Regions from separate parts of the Zea mays genome. Here all the other regions are linked to region 1. A link is a contact called in public Hi-C data. All regions are on one chromosome and are shown on one strand. Each heading gives the region's core, a stretch centred on a gene start, on an enhancer-like site or on the middle of the called end of the contact. The rest is flanking DNA. Distances are from core to core; before and after follow the strand shown.

Region 1 (4,293 bases), core at 1,774-4,273:
ATAGTGAGAGAGGAGATATCTAGGGCATTCTGAGACAAACTTGGAGTAAACATGACCCATGGGGGCAGTCATATCAGAAACCATATGATAACCGATTTGACTATGACCCATACCCACAGCGGACCAGAATACACGAATTTTCAAAATTTTTGGGTGACCCGGGCAAGAGCACGCATGAACACATAGGCCAATTTCTAGCACAACCAGGGGAATTGGTCGACAAAGAGTCATTCCGTGTGCGTTTATTTTCATTATCCCTAATTGGTACTGCCTTCGTATGGTATGCCACCCTACCACCTAACTCTACCTAACTCATGTTTACTCTTGGGGGATTTAGAAAAAAAATTTATGATCATTTTTTCTCTAGAGATTAGATCAAATCAGGCGGTTTAATCTCTGTTTCTGAGCACGTTTATCCATCTAAACTCGCGGATTCTGTTGGGAAAACGCGTAGGAACGGGTCTAGACCCCCCTATATATGAAGGGGTACGTACGATTGTACGCACCAACAATCGAACCAAATCAATATATCTTTTATTCATTTACTTTCGTGCCCTAGGAGTAGTAGTAACGTAATCTTCATCACCTCATCTTAACCTCTCTTCGACTCTACGTCGTCTAGACACGTCTTGACTGGCCTGCCGACCCCAAGACATGACTAGAATCTCACCTCCCTAACGGGGTCCCTCCCGGAGGCGAGATCTAGATGCTGTTGGCGATCGCCGCCGCCCCTGCGCACGTGTAGACTGTTCGACTCAACACAAAGAAAATTCGCTCCTACCGCAGGGTCGCAGACCGTTCACTCCTAAGCCGTGGATCATCCGTGCCGCAAAGAACAACGCCACCGGTACATGTCACAGTGATTGGCGTCCAGATCGGCGCCAACACAAGGCAATGCATATGGTGGTCGGAGCAAAAGGCTGCAACATACTCGTACCAGACTTTGATTATTCTGCTATTATGTTTCGTTTATGTACCAAAAATGTGTATTGTTATAGTACCGATACGTCATTTGTGCACAACATAAAATGCACGAGTTGTATAGGCATTTAACATAAATTAGTTCATTTTTTATAGTAAAAACATGGAAAATACGAAAGTTTTCGGCGTTCCAAACGGAGCCTAAAACTGAAGTATATATATATATTTTAAAAGAAAACGACCACGGTGCACATTTTGTTTTTCACACCCGGTCAGTACTCAACTGTGTAAACACGCATGACAGTCCCACGATTCTACGAGGAACAAGCGTGTGCAAACCAAAAGTAATGGTTAATATCGTATATAAGAACCAATTTCACCTAAACTAAAACTAAATATAACAATTAATACCGTAACCTAATTATAAAACACATGCACTGACTCTAGAAACTAAACATGTGTTTGCAAATGTAACTGATCTACTTTAATAACTTTGCTTGTATACCAAAATCAAAATCAATTGAACTTGTATCTACCTATAAAACTAGGCTCGCAAAACACATCTTATGCGGACCAAATCAACGCGTATAAATTGAGAAAAAAAGGGAAGGATGCTTTGGTCTTCAAGATCTAAGGATCAAAAAATGAGCTCCAAAGGTTGAATCAACGAATTAGAGAACGTCGGAAAGGACTAAGGATAGAAATAAAGAGAGATGAGAAACAAATAAAGGACGAGTGATAGAGATTGGACCGAGAAAAGGAGGAAGCTTGGTTAGAATTGTGGGACAGATGCTACGGGCTATAGCGCCGACTACGGACATGTTTGGCAGCAAGGGAAACGAAGGAGATTAGAGAGACTAGAATCCCCTCGCTAGCCTCTCCGTTTCCCCTGCTGAGTGAGACGTCTAATCTTACCGCTATAGAGCAGGGGCGTGACCCTAGAGTATGAAAGATGGAGTTAGTTTCCAAACGTAATTTTATAAGAACCGGCATGGCCTTGTCTCGTCGTCGCCTGTGAGCCTGCGTGCCCAAAATGTGAGTATGCGAGCGACACGGCAGCGGCACTGATCAATGCAATGCCACGTGCGCTTTGACATTTTGACAGGGTTGCGCTCGCGCGCGATACATACAGACAGATCAGCCCGGGTACCGTAGCCGGCCGTCCCGGCGTAAATTGACCTTGGCGATGGACGCTCCGTCCGCGCCGTGACAGGCGGACAGATGGAACAAGCCCTTCCCGCCGTGGCAGGCCAGGACAACGGCTAACCCGCACCGTCCCGGCGACCTTTGCCGCTAGCTGGGCGCTCGTTCGTGCCGTGACAGGCGGAGAAATGGAACAAGCAGTCCGCTCGAGGCGCCATCCGACTGGCGGCACCTGCATGCAGTTTGAAACTCGCAATGTCAACAACACCTCAATCTGGAGAGCACTGAGTGATATTTGTACATGCACGGTTAGCCGCCATCGGCAGAAACGGGACCCCATAACAAAAATAAGTAGCGCCTGTTTAATTTGTTTCCGTTAACCTAAATAGAGAGTTGAGTTCAGGAACTAAAATCCAGTCCCTAATATTTTTAGTTTCAGAGATTAAATAAAGGTTATTAAGGGCCTCTTCGGTTCCCTAGCCGGATTGTTTGTGTAATTTGTGCAAGTTTTGATCAACTGGACATCATTTGACTAGTATGTTTTTTTAAAGTTTACCAACAAGAGAGCTGATTGTTATATTAAAAAGGGAAGCCATGACATGCACTATATAGAGATAAATAAAAAAAATAGCCGCCACAACTAAAAGATTCTACGAGCAAAAAAAAACACTGTAGTAGTCGTTTAAGGTGCTTTCAGTCATATTTATGAAACGTTCGCACGTATCAACCGGAGGTATCAGTGATTTCGGTCATATGCCTAACAAATGTTTCTTTGTCCTTCATATGCCTAACAAAATATTTACAAAATGCATCCTTCCTTGTCCTTGAGCCGAATACTCACCGTCTCCTTTGACCTCGGCCCCAACCGGCCCTAGCAGTAGCAGCCTAGCCTTTTCCCCCCTTCCCTTTTTAATTCCTCCTTGACGCCCTAACCGGCTACGCACAAACAACGCCTCCAACGCGAGCTGCGAAAGAAGAGCAGGGGCAGGCCAAAACCAAGCGAAACACCAGCTGCGTCTGCGTGCACCACCCCCTCTACGGACCCACCCACCCGGAGCGAAGGGGAGACAGCAGCAGCAGCAGAAGCCGCGCGCGTGCAAACTGCAATGGGCAACAGCATCGGCGGGCGGCGCAAGGGCGCCAAGGTGATGCAGCTGGACGGCACGGCGTTCCGCGTGAAGCCGCCGGCGTCCGCGGGCACGGTGCTGCGCGACCACCCGGGGTTCCAGCTGCTCGAGTCGGAGGAGGTGAAGCTGCTGGGCGTCCGCGCCCGGCCGCTGGCGCACGACGCGCAGCTCCGCCCGGGCCGCCTCTACTTCCTCGTCGCGCTGCCCCGGCCGGCCGCCCCGCCGCGCCGCGCCTGGTCCGGCGCGCTCCACGTCGGCGCGCGGGAGCGGCTCGAGTCGCTCATGCTCACGCGCCGCTCCACCTCCGACCTCTCCCTCGCCGCCTCCGCGGGCACGGCGCCGCCGTCCCCGCTCTCCACGGCCTCCGAGGGCGGCGGGCCCGTCCGCCTCCGGATGCGCCTGCCCAAGGCGGAGGTCGACAGGCTCATGGCCGAGAGCCGCGACGCCGCCGACGCCGCTGCCAGGATCATGCAGCTCTGCGCCGCCGCCACGCCCGACCGGACCCCGCGGTTCGTGCCCACTCCGGACTGGGGCGCTGGCGCCGCCGCCGCCGCGTTCCCGCAGACGCCCGACCGGAGCCCCAGGTTCGCGGCGACGCCCGACTGGGGCACTGGGTTCATGATGCCGCCGGGCGCTGCGGCTGCGCCGACGACGCCGGAGAGGTGGCCCGCGCTGCCCCGCACTCCGGAGTACGCGTCGCCGGGCGTCAAGGCTAGCCGGAAAGAGGTAACGCACCGCGCCACGCCCTCGATCCCTCCTCGCAGATTACTGTTGTGGAACGTACAATTCCTAGATTGCACAGGCATCTCGCCATTCGCCTCTGTTCTTATTTTTTTTAAAAAAAATAGTTTATAATTATGAGAAAAAAAAAACAATGTCAATGTAAAAGGACATACGGAATATGCTTATCCCAACCCTGAGCTTCGAAATTTTGTCTAATAGACCTAGAATTTATAGACGTAGACATAGATGAGCCAACAAATCACAAGAGTCAATGGGTATTTTTAGGGAGTGTAGGCAATGATGAGGTAAGCAAAATTTTTAAAAATAGCAGAACACTGCAGCCGTTGAAAAAATCAATAATATTCAGTTTACTCAGTAA
Region 2 (3,902 bases), core at 412-2,911, 140 kb before region 1:
TGTGCCTGTGAAAAAAGTTGCTGTGGGCTGTGAGCTGTGAAAAAAGCTGCTGTAGGCTGTAAGCTGTTAAAAAGCTAAAAACCGTTTGATGGAAACCACTAAAAGTCGTTAAAAATTCTTCAATATATGTTTTCACAGTTACATCCGAAAAGCCACTAAAAGCAGGTCCAAAGGTGCTTTCAGATTTACACTACGAGAAAGTCGGCTTTTAGAAAAAGCTGATTCCTGGATCCAGCCCTTTGGTTGGCTTTTGGTTTTTAGGAGGGCAAAAGCCAAAGCCAAAAGTCAAACCAAACACACCCTAAGAGGATACTAATTATATTACTATGCCAAATAGTAGGAGTGCAATTAGAATGTAAGTGTCGTATCATTATAGATTCTACTTTATTTAAATACATAATTATGATTTTATTATTGTATGACTTCTTACCTTATATATTTATTGTGACCTCCTACCATAATATTATTACTATTTTTTTATAAATGTATGACTTGCGTGAATTTTTTAAGTCAGTTGAGGGCACATGTTACAACTTTTACCGATCGTATTTTAGATTTCCATCGTAACTGATACAATTTTCATACTGAACTTTCGTTTCCAATATTTCTGAATTACCGATATAGTTTTCGTTTCTGAAGTTACCGCTTTCGATCTCGTTTCCGAGAAAAAAATATGAAAACAAAAATAATTTTAGTGTTTACTGGTCGTTTTCACCTCTACGCACAAGTGCGTCCTCTAGAATCGACGTGGTTTACATTTGTATATCTGTCCTCTCAATTCGTGATTTGGTGTGCATATTCTCTTCTCCTTATATAGATAAAGGATTACGGTCAATTGAACCTGCAATCAATCTAATCAAACCAATTTATCATATTTACCTTATTTGCATTGTTCTTTCTATTACTTAGGAGTAGGAGTAATCTAGCCTTTGTCTAGCCCTATTTTAGCCTTTCTCGACCTATTTCTTCAGTCTTCACCACTGTTCGGCTCTACGTTGACCAGAGGCGTATTGGGTGGTCTGCCGACCCCAAGACAATCCCTGGAACTCTCCTCCTCGACAGGGGTCACTCCGGGGAGGCACGATTTAGGTTATTCGCGGAGAAGAAGACCCTCTACGCACGTGTGAACAGTTCGGTCCATAGCACGGACCACCAGCAAACGCACATGGAGAAGCCACTCCTGTAGCGAGGTCGTGGACCGTCCGCGCTCCCGTAGAGAGCGCCGTAAGACGGTTCATCTCTAATGATTGGCGTCCAAATTAGTGTTCGTTCATCTCTAGTGATTGGCGTTTAAATCGGTGCCAACAGTACTATACTGTAGTACAAAAATAAATTGCCACAAAACACAAAAAAAGGTTAAGATTTGCTAGTACACATGTACGTTCCAATTGTGTAGGATAATTTCAAATTTTCGTTTATGGCTTTGCTGCCCTCGGGGTGATGAGATGAGAGTTCATCAGTGCGTACAAGCAAGGACTTTAATTAGCGGCATCATTTCATCAGATTTATCGGTGAACGATGCCAATGCAGCAGCTCGCTAGCCTGGGCGAATAAAGACCTCCGTGGCCCACCAACATGCGTCGATAATTCCCTCGCTGATCCCACCGGCTTTAAAATCCTACCCTCCCGCTCCCAAGATCACTCTCACTCTCACGCACACACTCCACAGTGCCACTCGTCTCGCTCGCGCAGCAGACAGCATGGGTTCGTCGGCGGCGCTTCAGCCGAAGCAGCTGTACCAGCTCGTGGTGAACAACTTCGTCGCCGTGCTCGCTGCGCCGCTGGCCGTGGCGGCCGTCGTCAATGCGGCGCGCGTCGGGCCGGACGAGCTGCTCGGCAGGCTGCAGGCGCTCCGGGCGGTGCACGTATTTCTCGCCGTGTTTGTCGCGGCCGCCACGGCGATACTGTACGTCCTGCTGCGGCCCCGGGCCGTGTACCTGGTGGACTACGCCTGCTTCCGCACGCGGCCCAACTGCCGCGTCCCCTTCGCCACCTTCCTGGAGCACGCGAAGCTGGTGACGTTCGTGGAGGGGGCCTCCATCGACGAGCGCAGCGTCCGGTTCATGACGCGGCTGCTGGAGCGGTCCGGCCTCGGCGAGGAGACCTGCCTGCCCCCGGCCCACCACTACATCCCGCCGTACCGGAACATGGAGGCCTCGCGCGCGGAGGTGGAGCTCGTCATCTTCTCGGCCATCGACGACCTGCTCGCGAAGACGGGCATCAGCCCCAGCGCCATCGACATCCTGGTGGTGAACTGCAGCCTCTTCGCGCCCGTCCCGTCCTTCACGGACATGGTGATCAACAGGTACGGGATGCGGCCGGACGTCCGCAATGTGCACCTGTCCGGGATGGGGTGCAGCGCCGGGCTCATCTCCGTGGGGCTGGCGCGCAACCTGCTGCAGGTGGCGGGCCGGGGCGCGCACGCGCTGGTGGTGTCGACGGAGACCATCACCCCAAACTACTACGTGGGCAAGGAGCGCGCCATGCTCCTGCCCAACTGCCTCTTCCGCATCGGCGGCGCCGCCGTGCTGCTGTCCACGTCCCGGTCCAGGGCCCGGTTCCGCCTGGCCCGCGTGGTGCGCACGCTGACGGGCGCCCAGGACAGCGCGTACCGGTGCGTGTTCCAGGAGGAGGACGGCGAGGGCCACCGCGGGATCAACCTGTCCAAGGACCTGATGACCATCGCGGGCGACGCGCTCAAGGCCAACATCACCGCCATCGGGCCGCTGGTGCTGCCGGCCTCGGAGCAGCTCCTGTTCGCGCTGTCCTTCATCGCGCGGCGCGTGCTGAACCGGCGCGTGAAGCCGTACCTCCCGGACTTCCGCACGGCGTTCGAGCACTTCTGCATCCACGCGGGGGGCCGCGCGGTGATCGACGAGCTGCAGCGCAGCCTGGGCCTGTCGGACGAGGACGTGGAGGCGTCGCGCATGGCGCTGCACCGGTTCGGCAACACGTCGAGCAGCTCGGTGTGGTACGAGCTGGCGTACATCGAGGCCAAGGGCCGGATGCGCCGCGGCGACCGCGTGTGGATGATCGGATTCGGCTCCGGGTTCAAGTGCAACAGCGCGGCCTGGGAGTGCATCGCGCCGGCGCGCACCGCCGAGGGGCCCTGGGCGGAGAGCGTCAGCCGCTACCCCGTGGACATCCCCGAGGTGCTCAAGCACTAGCCGCTATCCCGTGGACATCAGGCCGGGCATGCATGTGAGTATGTGACCGACGACGTGACAGCGTGTTTTGGACTTGCTTGTGGTGCTGGCCGGGCCGGACGCGTTGAATGCCGAGCCTGACGCGTCCATGTGTGCGGTGCGCTCCAGCCCGGACAGGTGGTTGCGAGAGGGTACACCGTGTTAAATCCGGGCCATTTACACACGTATAGTACTCGTGCTCCTCTAGATCGTGTACCCCTTCCTTCTCTTCTTGTTCTTCTTCTTTTTACCTTCCTTTTCAACATTTGTTTTCCCACTAATAATTTACTTGTGTCCATTTTAAAAACAAGCCAAAATGTACCGCGAGTTGGATCGATTACATTACATATGTTACTATAGCAAGCATTATTGTACTCTACCTGAATAATTTATGAAGTGAAGTTACTACAGCCACAGGCAGAGATGGATGGATGGGCATGCATGGGCACTGCACGCCCCGTGTTGTGACCTGACTCTTTTCTGAACCTGCTGCTGCATTGCACTTGCGTGCGCCCGCTGCGCCGGCCGTTTGCTGCTGTTCGTTCGAGTCCGGCCGGCGTCCATTTATCGCGACCCTGCCGCTGGCAGCGTGCGCGTACTTCTGCCACGCCCCCAAGCAAGCTAGGCACGCATATACTGCAACCATTTTACCCGTTACTAAATGTGACGAGGCATGGAGCGCCCCAGAGGTTAGGCCGGTGCCCGGCGGGCGCCATG
Region 3 (3,917 bases), core at 129-2,628, 170 kb after region 1:
TGTGGCGGTGGCCTAGGCACACCTATGTGTGAGCCTAGCGGTGGCGGGCAATATTGAGTAAGCCATGAAGAAGGAGAAGCTTGCGAGGACGAGAGGAGGTTGAAGACAGAAGACATTCTCTCGTCTTATTTTTTAAAACAGATGTAATTATTGATATAGCATATTATAATAAATAATAGCAATTTTATAATTATGATCAGTACGTTTTATGATGTGTCGTGTGAATTGACGAATAACATATTCTCTAATGTCGCACAAACAAAATTTAATAATATAAACTAATGTTATTATTGGCTATGTCCAAATTAACGCATTTTTAGACGAGGGACACATTCCCAAGGAATTCGACCCATTTTTATAATAGAAAGAAAACATTCACCTAATATAAATACGGGGAGAAGATATCAGGTGCACATTTGGTGCACATGATGCATGTATTGAATTATGATCGTTTATTTTAAATCTAATTTCCCTTATTATTCTATGTATGTTACAAATAACATCTCCTGAGTGGGTGGAAGTGGAGAAAAATAATAGTAGAGGGTGTTATTTGCAAAATACACATGTCAGCAATGGACATTTTAGATAGATGATTATAATTCACTGTTTATTTTCTTTCAGGATTATATAATCCAGTTTATAGGTTGTATAATCATCTAATGACCTATTTATAGATTATCATCATCATAATGTAGGTATCTAGATTATATAGGTCATGTTTGGTTTCTTTAGTCTAGGGACTAAAGTTTAGTTAGAGGACTAAAGTTTAGTCCATAGCGTGTTTGGTTCTAGTGACTAAAACTAGTAAGAATATACTAAATGACTCATAAGAAGACTAAAATGACTTTAACATTCTCCTGCTATTAGTACAATTGAACTAAATGAGGGGTAAATGTGGAATTAATATGGTTTAGTCCCTTTTAGCCACATCTTGAGGGACTAAAGCAATTTAGTCCATGTTTTAGTCCTACTGTTTGGCATTTTAGTAACTAAATGAGACTAAAATGGAGGGACTAATCTTTAGTCCCTCAAACCAAACGGGACCATAATCTATCTAATAATCTGAATTGTTTGTTTGTCTTAACTTATTTAAATTGGATTATATAATCTCGAGGGTAAACAAACATAGTCTTAATATATACACCATGTGCATCAGGATTACATGAATACAGCCTCTGTTTTGGAATATAATCGCGCTTTGATTAGAAATAAGTCACACAAAATAAGTTTTGATACAGAAGAAAGGCGAGGGAAAAGAAAGGAATTAAAAAGGGAGGAGAAAACGGTAAGAAAATCCGCAGCACCCACCTAACATTTTTTTTCCCTTCTACCCGCTCACCTTTTCCCCTACTCTATAACTACCTCCATTCCCGCACTAGCACAAGCTTCCTCCTTCCCACATGGGCACCGTCTCCTCCTTCCCCAATTGCAAGCTCCATTCGCGCTCCTCGTCCTCCGCTGCCTCCAGCCTAGTCCCATCTCTGCTCGATTGGAGAGGTTTGGGCCATGCTTCCTCCTCGCGCGCCACGTTCTCGACGGAATTTCTCGTCTACACAGGAGCCAAGGAACGCTAGAATTAGACGCTTCCCGGGGTCCCTTTTAGTTCCCCTCTAACGAATCATAGGTTTGCAGTTTGGTGTGGACGTATCCTGTGATTTGTGGATGGTTTTGGTGTAGAGTTTAGAGAGATCAAGAACTTCCAACTTGGGGTTTCCTGTAGCCTTTTTTAGCTGTTCTGGGGCTTTTATGGGAGTGCCCGTCGCGCAGAAGTCCGATTCTTGGGTGACTGTGCTTGCGATGACGGACAGCGGCGGCCTCGGCGTTCGGCCTATTAACGGAGGCCGAGGGAGTGCCGTGGAGCAGCGTGGGCTCGGACTCGGAGACAACGGGCCTCCAGTGTCCCCACCAGAGCGTGTTTCTACGCCGCCTGCGCCGAGACTAGCTGCTTGGTGGCGCATGTCGTCGCCTGGTCCTCTCCGGTGCTCAACCCCGAGGTGAGCAATTGACTTTCTTGGTTGCCTAAGCCTTGGAGGGGATAACTCGTTGATAGACTTTTCACTGATTGAAATTACTGGGCGCAGGAGCGTTGGATGTGAAGATGGTGATGATTCGGATAGGTACTTTTCCCCACAGAGTGAGTTTTCTCAAGACACTTCTGATACAGATTCGATGAGCACAAGTATTAGTAGGATGTATACCTTCAGGTTAGGGACTTCGAGCCCATTAGATAGTCCTATCAAACAATTGGGAGTAGGAGACACAAGTCCTCCCTCAAGGAAGGGTTGCCATTCTCCTAGATATCCTTGGAATTCTTGCCGGGGATCAGATGATGTTGATTCTAGCTTTATGAGTTCACCTCGGCATGATGATGAAGAGAGGAAATATGATGTGCAACCAATTGATTTTGAGAGTAGACACATCTGGTATCCTCCACCACCTCAGGATGAAAATGGTACTTTTCAATATGATGAGGATGATGACAATGATGTTTGTGATGGGAAGGTCTTTGGACATATTAACCATGATTATTGTGACGGCGAAGATGATGATGATGTGTTAGGGATCAAAGGAAAACATAGTATATCTCACAAAGAGTTCTTGAGGAGTGCTTTACATGGGCATTTCAGGGCTCTCGTCTCACAATTGCTCGAAGGACATGGCATTGATCCTGTGGATGGCTGGCCAGACATAGTATCCTCATTAGCTTGGCAAGCAGCTACCTTTGTCAGGCCAGACACGAGCAAAGGTGGTAGCATGGATCCCACAGACTATGTCAAAGTCAAATGCGTAGCATCAGGAAATCCAAATGATAGGTATGCCCTTCGACTACAACTTGTACTGAAGAATTACATGAAATTTCCACCATGGTATTTTGGAGCTAAATGATTGTCCAACTGTTTGCAGTGCTTTCATTAAAGGTGTTGTTTGTTCTAAGAATGTAAAACACAAACGCATGGTGTCAAAACATGAGAACCCTAGGCTGCTTCTTTTGGGAGGAGCACTAGAATACCAGAAAGTCACGAACAAACTAGCTTCAATAAACAGCATTCTTGAACAGGTCATATCATCATTTTCCAGTTACATGTTCATGCTTATTTATCTCAATATGCTCTTAATATTGATTTTCAAATGCAATGTGTACAGGAAAAGGAGTATCTTAAGAATGCTGTTGCAAAGATAGAGGCTCAACGCCCACAAGTCTTGCTAGTTGAGAAAAGTGTGCCATTGCATGCACAACAGCTTCTTGCAAAAGATATCTCTTTAGTATTGAACGTCAAGAGATCACTTCTGGAAAGAATTTCTCGCTGCACAGGTGCTCAAATTGCATCTTCTGTTGAAAATATCACTTCTACAGGAGTTGGACAATGCCAAACATTCTGGATTGAGAGAGTTACAGAATGTTCATCACCGAAGGTCTCAAACAAAAACACAGTCAAGACACTGATGTTTTTTGATGGTTGTCCAAGACGCTTGGGGTGCACGGTAATAATCAAATTATTTAATTGCATTTCAAATATAGCTTTTATTCAGTGTTACTGTTAATTTCCTCCAAATAGTTTAAATTCTTCTGTCATTTGTCTTTTCTGTCCATTATTTTTACACCTCTAAATGCATTGCAATGAATTTTCTTTGGTGGATAGCAAATGCTTTGTTTCAATAGTGTCTTAATCCTTTACTATATTTGGTACTTACTATTTTGGGTCTCTTTGTTTATATCATGATCATACCATATCCGAAAAATGGCATGCATTTACGCCTTCAACAATATGATTTTATTTGGTTTATGGAAAGTTAATGCCTTTATATTGTGATTATGTCACATAGGATAAAAGTGACGCCTTTGTTTATACTGTGATCATGTCATATCTGATAAAAATGGCATGCTTTTCCTAGGTTCTTCTAAGAGGAAAATCATA

The links. A called contact is a pair of places that touch in the nucleus more often than the background predicts.
Region 2: a contact with region 1 is called in a Hi-C map of ear, with 2.8 times the contacts expected there. The contact joins the promoter of LOC100382314 here to the promoter of LOC100501575 in region 1. A contact is called at or near these places in 8 of 25 Hi-C or Micro-C datasets (ear, endosperm, leaf and 2 more).
Region 3: a contact with region 1 is called in a Hi-C map of leaf, with 6 times the contacts expected there. The contact joins the promoter of LOC100193462 here to the promoter of LOC100501575 in region 1. A contact is called at or near these places in 11 of 25 Hi-C or Micro-C datasets (bundle sheath, leaf, root tip and 2 more) and 1 of 3 datasets of contacts at active chromatin or transcription factors (leaf).

What each region holds. Positions count from the first base shown.
Region 1 is chr6:128,508,158-128,512,450 of Zm-B73-REFERENCE-NAM-5.0, forward strand. It overlaps LOC100501575, which reads left to right and starts at 3,024. Exons shown (of 2, transcript NM_001196266.1): 1 at 3,024-3,917. The coding sequence starts at 3,171.
Region 2 is chr6:128,367,826-128,371,727 of Zm-B73-REFERENCE-NAM-5.0, forward strand. LOC100382314 (3-ketoacyl-CoA synthase) reads left to right here and starts at 1,662. Exons shown (of 1, transcript NM_001175063.2): 1 at 1,662-3,493. The coding sequence starts at 1,701. The coding sequence ends at 3,167.
Region 3 is chr6:128,678,927-128,682,843 of Zm-B73-REFERENCE-NAM-5.0, forward strand. It overlaps LOC100193462 (Putative 1-phosphatidylinositol-4-phosphate 5-kinase/ zinc ion binding family), which reads left to right and starts at 1,379. Exons shown (of 11, transcript NM_001358738.1): 1 at 1,379-1,994; 2 at 2,082-2,813; 3 at 2,905-3,058; 4 at 3,145-3,483; 5 at 3,895-3,917. The coding sequence starts at 1,747.